2 separate regions of the Sus scrofa genome follow, and region 2 is linked to region 1. A link is a contact called in public Hi-C data. All regions are on one chromosome and are shown on one strand. The core of a region is the stretch at or near the end of the contact, and the rest is flanking DNA. Distances in the headings are between cores, read along the strand shown.

The links. A called contact is a pair of places that touch in the nucleus more often than the background predicts.
Region 2: a contact with region 1 is called in a Hi-C map of alveolar macrophages, with 2.5 times the contacts expected there. The contact joins two enhancer-like sites. A contact is called at or near these places in 4 of 47 Hi-C or Micro-C datasets (alveolar macrophages, blood, mesenteric adipose tissue and 1 more).

The regions. Positions count from the first base shown.
Region 1 is chr1:269,909,151-269,912,398 of Sscrofa11.1, forward strand. PTGES (prostaglandin E synthase) reads right to left here. Exons shown (of 3, transcript NM_001038631.1): 3 at 2,635-3,248. Among named protein-coding and RNA genes, the nearest start is that of PTGES, 14 kb to the right of the region's middle. Within about 2 kb of position 1,416, at least 23 of the 83 cell types and tissues checked have an H3K27ac peak or open chromatin away from gene starts, as enhancers often do. A contact at or near this core is called in alveolar macrophages and skeletal muscle, where this site is marked.
Region 2 is chr1:270,223,483-270,226,841 of Sscrofa11.1, forward strand. It overlaps GPR107 (protein GPR107), which reads left to right. Exons shown (of 18, transcript XM_021070180.1): 12 at 43-160. Among named protein-coding and RNA genes, the nearest start is that of GPR107, 35 kb to the left of the region's middle. Within about 2 kb of position 1,844, at least 17 of the 83 cell types and tissues checked have an H3K27ac peak or open chromatin away from gene starts, as enhancers often do. A contact at or near this core is called in alveolar macrophages and skeletal muscle, where this site is marked.

The sequences.
Region 1 (3,248 bases), core at 166-2,665:
GCAAGGGCCTCTGCCTGGCTGTCAACCCCGCCTGCTGCTCACCACACAGGCTCCTCTGAGGTCCTCTTTAGTTTTTTGTTTTGTTTTGTTTCACTTTTTAGGGCCTCCTCTGAGATCCTTTTAGTTTTTCGTTATTTTTCCCTTTTTTTTTTTTTTTTTACTTTTACTCATGACATATTTAAGTTCCCAGGCTATGGGTGAAATTGGAGCTGCAGCTGCCAGCACAGTCACAGCCATCCACCAACAACTCCGAGCCACATGTGCAGCCTACACCACAGCTCACGGCAACGCCGGATCCTTAACCCACTGAGCGAGGCCGGGGATCGAACCCGCATCCTCATGGATACCAGTTGGGCTCCTCACCACTGAGCCACAACGGGAACGATCAGATCCTCTTAGGACACAGACCCCGCTGCACCGATCCTGCACCTGCTCATTCTCACCCTGGATCCGAACTCCCCACCAAGGCCCCGGAGCCTCTAATGGGCCCAGCTGCTGCTCACCCCTTTCGCCTCATTCCCCTCCACACCCCCAGCCCCCGTCTCCCCTCCACCCTCACCCTTCCCCCCACACACCTACCTTCCACGTCCAGCCTCAAGACCCCAGGGATCTGAGCGCTGCTGGTCTTTGCACCTCAATTTCCTTCAGCTTGATGGGGCACCCCCAAAAAGCTAGCCTGACTTCCCCCCCATGGCAGGTAAGTGGCCACCTCCCCCAGGAAGCCCTCCTCCATGAGGTCTGGAGGCCGTCTCTGTGCTCCCATCACCCCTCCTCCTCAGGGCAGGGAGCACTGGTGTTGTCACTGTCTGATGTCCTGCTGTCCCCCCCACATACTGTTGGGGCTCAGCATCACGGGAGCCAGAACACCTGGGTCTGCTGTCTCTGCAGCTCCGAGGGGCCACCTCCTTCATCCACCCCAGGGCCACAGGGTCCCCGTGGGTACCAGCTGCTCTCCTCACCAGGAGATGAGCTGGGCACTTTGCCTTCTCAGTCCCTCTTTCCACGGGAGGAAAAATGCTAACATAACAATCACACATGCTGGATCTGCCCCTCTGTCCCAACGCATCCCAGCTCAGGACGTGGGACAAATCACTGCGCCCTTCTGAGCCTGACTTTCCTCATCCAAAAAGCGAAATACCTCCTTCCTGGGAAGCATTTAAGAAGCAAGTGGAAGCCAGCCTAGCTAGCATCGTCACTGCTGTGACCTGGGTCTCTGTTGTGGTGCAGGTTCGATCCCAGGAACTTCTGCACGCCACAGGCGTGGCCAAAAAAAAGGGTGGGGGGATGAAGTGGGAAAAGAATTGTAAACCCGGCGCCCAGATGCTTCAGATGGGCACTGAATACAGGATCAGGCTCTTCCAGTTCCAGATGCGCAGCTGCAACTCCAGAAGGAAGGCTCATCTCACCACCAGGGGGCAGTGTTGCACACGCCCCGTTCCCAGCTCAGCTGGATCGCTGCTAATGCCGATTTCTAGCCGAGCCCAGGGTCCCCTGAGTCCCCCCCAGTTGAGGACCCCACTCTCCTGGCCCATCATTCTCCTGGGCAGAAGTTCAGGGGATTCAGGGCAGTGGGAGGGGGTCACATCCAGGGGGGTTGGGGAAAGTGAGGCAGGTGTGCACAGTGGTTAGAGCAGGTTGGGGGAACTGGACAGGCCACCTTCTGAGCTGATCCTGCCCTTGAGGGAGTTCACCTCCTGAGCCTCAGTTTCCTCATCTGTAAAAATGGAGCTGATGTCTATGCAGCCTGCTTGCCTTCTGCGTGACTTAACACCCCATTTAGGGTGTGTCTGTGTGTTTGCCAGAAACTGTGCTGTCAGTTTGGCTCCAGACACACAGCCAGTGAAGTGTCCAGCGAGCGAGCTGGAGCCTCGGCCAGCCTGGGCAGTGGTGGCCGCCAGGAACCAGCAGCCAAGGGGTGGAGCTGGTCAGACACTCCGTTAATGATTAAAGCCACACATGTCTTGGAACAAGAGTCCAGAAACACACGATGCCCTGCAGGGGTGCACACTTGTGGCTTTCAAACCTTGCAAATGCCGAAGGAGCCAGAATATTCGTTTTAGAGGCTGGTCCTTCAAAGCCCCTTGTCCTGGCCTGACAGCCCGTAGGAGCAGCTAAAGAAGAGAAGGCTGACCTTACCCTGGGCCGCTCCCAGCAGCACCTGGGCCAAGGAGAGGAGGACCCAGCCAAGGAATGCGGCCAGGCCACAAGGCCACATTCTGTGTCAACAGGGCACAAAGGAGCACAGCCCCACCCCCGCTTCACTAAATTCCCACCAGCAGAGAAACCCACACCCTGTCCATCTTAGGCAGAGGCTCCCAGGCCTTGTCATCACAGGGGCTCACGGGGGAAGATTTTTATTTCTATTCAACTTGATTGATTGATTGATTGATTGATTTTGTATTTTCTAGGGCTGCACCCGTGGCATATGGAGGTTCCCAGGCTGGGGTCTAATCAGAGCTGCAGCTGTCAGCCTATGCCACAGGCACAGCAATGCGGATCTGAGCCGCGTCTGCGACCTACACCACAGCTCATGGCAACGCCGGATCCTTAACCCACTGAGTGAGGCCGGGGATCAAACCCACAACCTCATGGTTTCTAGTCGGATTCATTAACCACTGAGCCACGACAGGAACTCCTTATTTTTATTTTATTTTCAAATTTGTTATGGTCACACCTGCAGCATTTGGAAGTTCCTGGGCCAAAGGTCCAATATGAGCCACACCTGCGACCTATGCCACAGCCATGGCAACGCCAGATCCTTAACCCACTGGGCAGGGCCAAAAATGGCACCTGAATCCTCAAGGACATTCTGTCAGGTTCTTAACCCGCTGAGCCACAGAGGGAACTCCTCACAGGGGACTTTTAAAAAACACAGACGCTCAGGCTCCCCCTCTAGACCAGCTGGACCACAACCTCTGGATCTGAAAGGTCCTGGTTTATTACAGCCCTGGATTCGGAGGGTCACTAGGCTCAGAACCTGAATTGAGTCTCCACTCATGCTTCCCCGTCTTAGGACGGAGGAGGGAGTGATGGTTTTCATGCTCTTATTGAAATGGAAGGATTTTTTTGATCAATGGTGACAAGTACCAATCTCTTAACAGTACCGATCAGCCCCTTCACCCAGGAATCCGGGCGGCACATGGGCACACACACAGGCCCACTGAGCCCGGGATCCCAGGTTGCCAGGAATCCAGGCCCATGATCTCACTGGCTTGTGGCCAGTGGTCTGGTGGCCGAGGAGGCGTCAG
Region 2 (3,359 bases), core at 594-3,093, 310 kb after region 1:
CTAAGAGACCCTTTGGTGCTCACTGAGTTTTCCCTTCTGCAGCCTGAAGGGGGCGCTGCTCTTCATCACCATCGCGCTCATTGGCACCGGCTGGGCTTTCATCAAGCACATCCTTTCTGATAAAGACAAGAAGATCTTCATGATCGTCATCCCGCTCCAGGTAAAGGGGCCCTCACCCCGTGGTCTCATTCGCTCCTGACCCCAAGCACGGCCCAGCTCAGGCCTGTGTGGGCAGGGGGCGTCGGCTGTCCCGGAAACCCCAGCCTCTGCCCTCGGGATTGAGGACTGGGCGTCTCGACCTGAGTTTTGATGACCTAGACCTTGGGTCATCGCCCTGGGAGCTGCCACACCATCCGCCGTCCTTGGGCCGGTGGGTGACGAGGGAGCTGCTGAGATGTCGGGGAGACACGCTGCCTACTTTCTGCCTCTGTTTGCCCTGTAACCAGCTGATCCTCTTAGCAGAGACACTCAGCTACCCGGCGGTGTTATTAATAAAATATTTTAAAACCGTGAATGACGTACGTCAGTGAGTAGAATATTAGGTATTGGGCCCGACGTTTATTAAATGCTTCGTATGTGTAGGGCCCTGGGCTGAGGCCAGCTTTACAAGCTTGAGAGCCCTTCAGGGGAGGAGCCTTGGCTCGCGTGTAAGTCTTCCTGGGGATAGAACAGGGACGAAAGGGACGCGGAGTCAGCAGGGGGATCCTAGCTGAGATGCACAGCTGCCCAGCGCTGCTCGACCAGAGGGCATCTGTTGGGTAAACTTGTTCGCAACAGCTGATCATTTCGGAGCCCAGGCTAGTGTGGCAGCTGCGCAGGGAAGGGGACGGCTCTCCAGGCCCCAGGTCAGCTGGCTCGACGCTGGTGATGGGCAGTTTGGCGATGTTGGCAGCTGGGCTATCTTCCCATTCAATGCTAAGGGACATAGGTTAGTGCGCGAGGAATGGTACAGACCAGTTGCTGTAGGTTTCCAAGGAGAGAGTGTTCGCCCCCCTCTGCATGACCAGAAGGGCTTTGTGGTAGAGATGGGAAAGAACCAGGACAGAGGCAGACCTGACAGTGCCGTCTAGTGAGCAGGAGAGGCCAGGGGCTGCACGGCGCTTGGCCGTTCATTCAGCTGCCAGGGCCGCCACTCTGCTGTGCTGAGTTCTTCCGCCAGCCAAGGTCTCAGAGCTTGGACGTGATGGGCCACGGTCCTCCTCCCCGTCTTCCTGCTGCTCCATCCCCTTCCCCTCCTGTTTGCATCCTCTTGGCCCAGCCGGAACTGTGACGTAATGCTTGTGCTCCCCAGAAGGAAGACAGCCCACAGTTACAGGGCAGGTCACTGAGGACACAAGGCCATTTAAAAATTAAATATAAGGAAATTATAAGTATTTAAACATAAGGACTAGCCTGCAAAGTCCTCCAACATCAGCCTAGAAAGTGCAGCTGTTTCCCTTTGGCTACAGAGAGTCACTGTGCATTTCTGGGTAGGGAGTGGGCGAAGTAAAAATGGAATTTCAGGAGTTCCCATCGTGACTCAGTGGTTAACAAATCCGACTAGGAACCATGAGATTGCCGGTTCGATCCCTGGCCTCGCTCAGTGGGTTAAGGATCCGGCGTTGCTGTGAGCTGTGGTGTAGGTCGCAGACGCGGCTCGGATCCCACATTGCTGTGGCTCTGGGTAGGCCGGCAGCTACAGCTCCGATGAGACCGCTAGCCTGGGAACCTCCATATGCCTTGGGTGCGGCCCTGAAAAGACCAAAAAAAAGGAGTTTCAAGGACATTGTTGGCACTTGGTTCCACAGCAGCCCCTCTGGGGGCATTTTGTGCCTCCCATTAAGAGTGTGAACTATGCACACAGTGCCATCAGCCGTTTCAGCTGGGAAAGGCTTTGTTTCCCATGTGTCGTCATAGGCGGAGTCAGTCATGGGCGGAGTCATAGACGCAGACGTTTAGGAGCGACTGGGCTTCAGGGGGAGCCCAGAGGCGGGGTCTGAGGTAGGACAGTGAAACTTCAAACTAGTTTTTGCATTTGTATTAGGTGAAAGATGGCTTCCGTGATGATTTAGCTGCTAAGTCCTAGATGGTAAGAGAAACTACCCTTCCCACGTCCTAGCGCCAGGTGTCACATTTTTGTAGACGTGTAGGGAGCTACCTGTAGGGAGACAGAGTATTGGGGACCGTGGACTTCTCATGGAATTGTCATCTCTGCTTTCAGCCTAATGATGATCTTCGAAAGAATATCTCATAAATCATGCTCCCTTATGCTCAGTAGTACCAGTTTTTAATTTTTATTTATTTTATTTTTTGATTTTTTAGGGCTTCACCCGCAGCATATGGAAGTTCTCAAGTTAGGGTCCAATTGGAGCTATAGCTACCAGCCTATGCCACAGCCACAGCAGTGCAGGATCACGGCAACACCAGATCCTTAACCCACTGAGCTAGGCCAGGGATCCAACCCGCAACCATATGGTTCCTAGTTGGATTTGTTTCCACTGTGCCACACAGGAGCTCCGTACCTCAGTTTTTAAAACACCGCCGTCTGCTTAGCCAGCATGGCCTGCTGAGAGCTTGATGGCAGCACTGAACACACAAGGCACAGCCTTCACTTTGGAAATTGAAGCAGGGTGTGGATGCTGAGAGCGCAGCGCGGTGGGGAGAAACACGCTGTGGAGCAGGCTGAGCGGGTTGTTCCTGTGCGGATGGGCGTGGCCACGCACGCCCAGGGCTGAAGCCGGCCCTCCTTGCTGCTCTGGTCTCTGATAAAGCACCCCGTTATCTGACCCTGGGAGCCGGAGCCCTGGGGCAGGGAGAGTGCAGCCTGAGGGCATGGGCATCGTGGTGGATCTGATGCAGAGTGCCACCTGTTTCTGACTCTGCTGAGGCCGAAGGTGCCCCGAGAGCAGTGTCCCGGTCGCCTGTGGCTGTGTAGCAAGTTGCCCTGAGCCCAGTAACTTCACACCACAGTAACCATTTGCCCTCTCACCTTGGGCAGTGGCTTAATCAGTGCAACTACAGTCAAATGGCGCTGGGGGTGTTGTCACCTTCAGGTCTTCATGAGCCTCCGTCTCCTGGGCGGGGAGGCCTTGATCAGGTGAGGTGGGAGCAGCGAGGCTCCCAGGTGTCCTCTGGGCATCTCCCAGGCATCTCTCTTCCTGGTCCCCGGTGTGGTGGCTGCAGGGCAGTCAGACTCCTAACAAGTCAGCTCAGGGCTCCAGAGCTGTGTCCCGTGAGAGCCAGGCAGGTGCAGTCTCTCCTCGTGTGACCTAGGTCAGAGGTCGCACGCATGCATCACTCCCTCAGTGTTCCCTGGAGCAGGGCAAGGCAAGCTCAGGAGAGGGCACCGGGCAGTCTCTGCTGGCCTAATGGCTAGGACT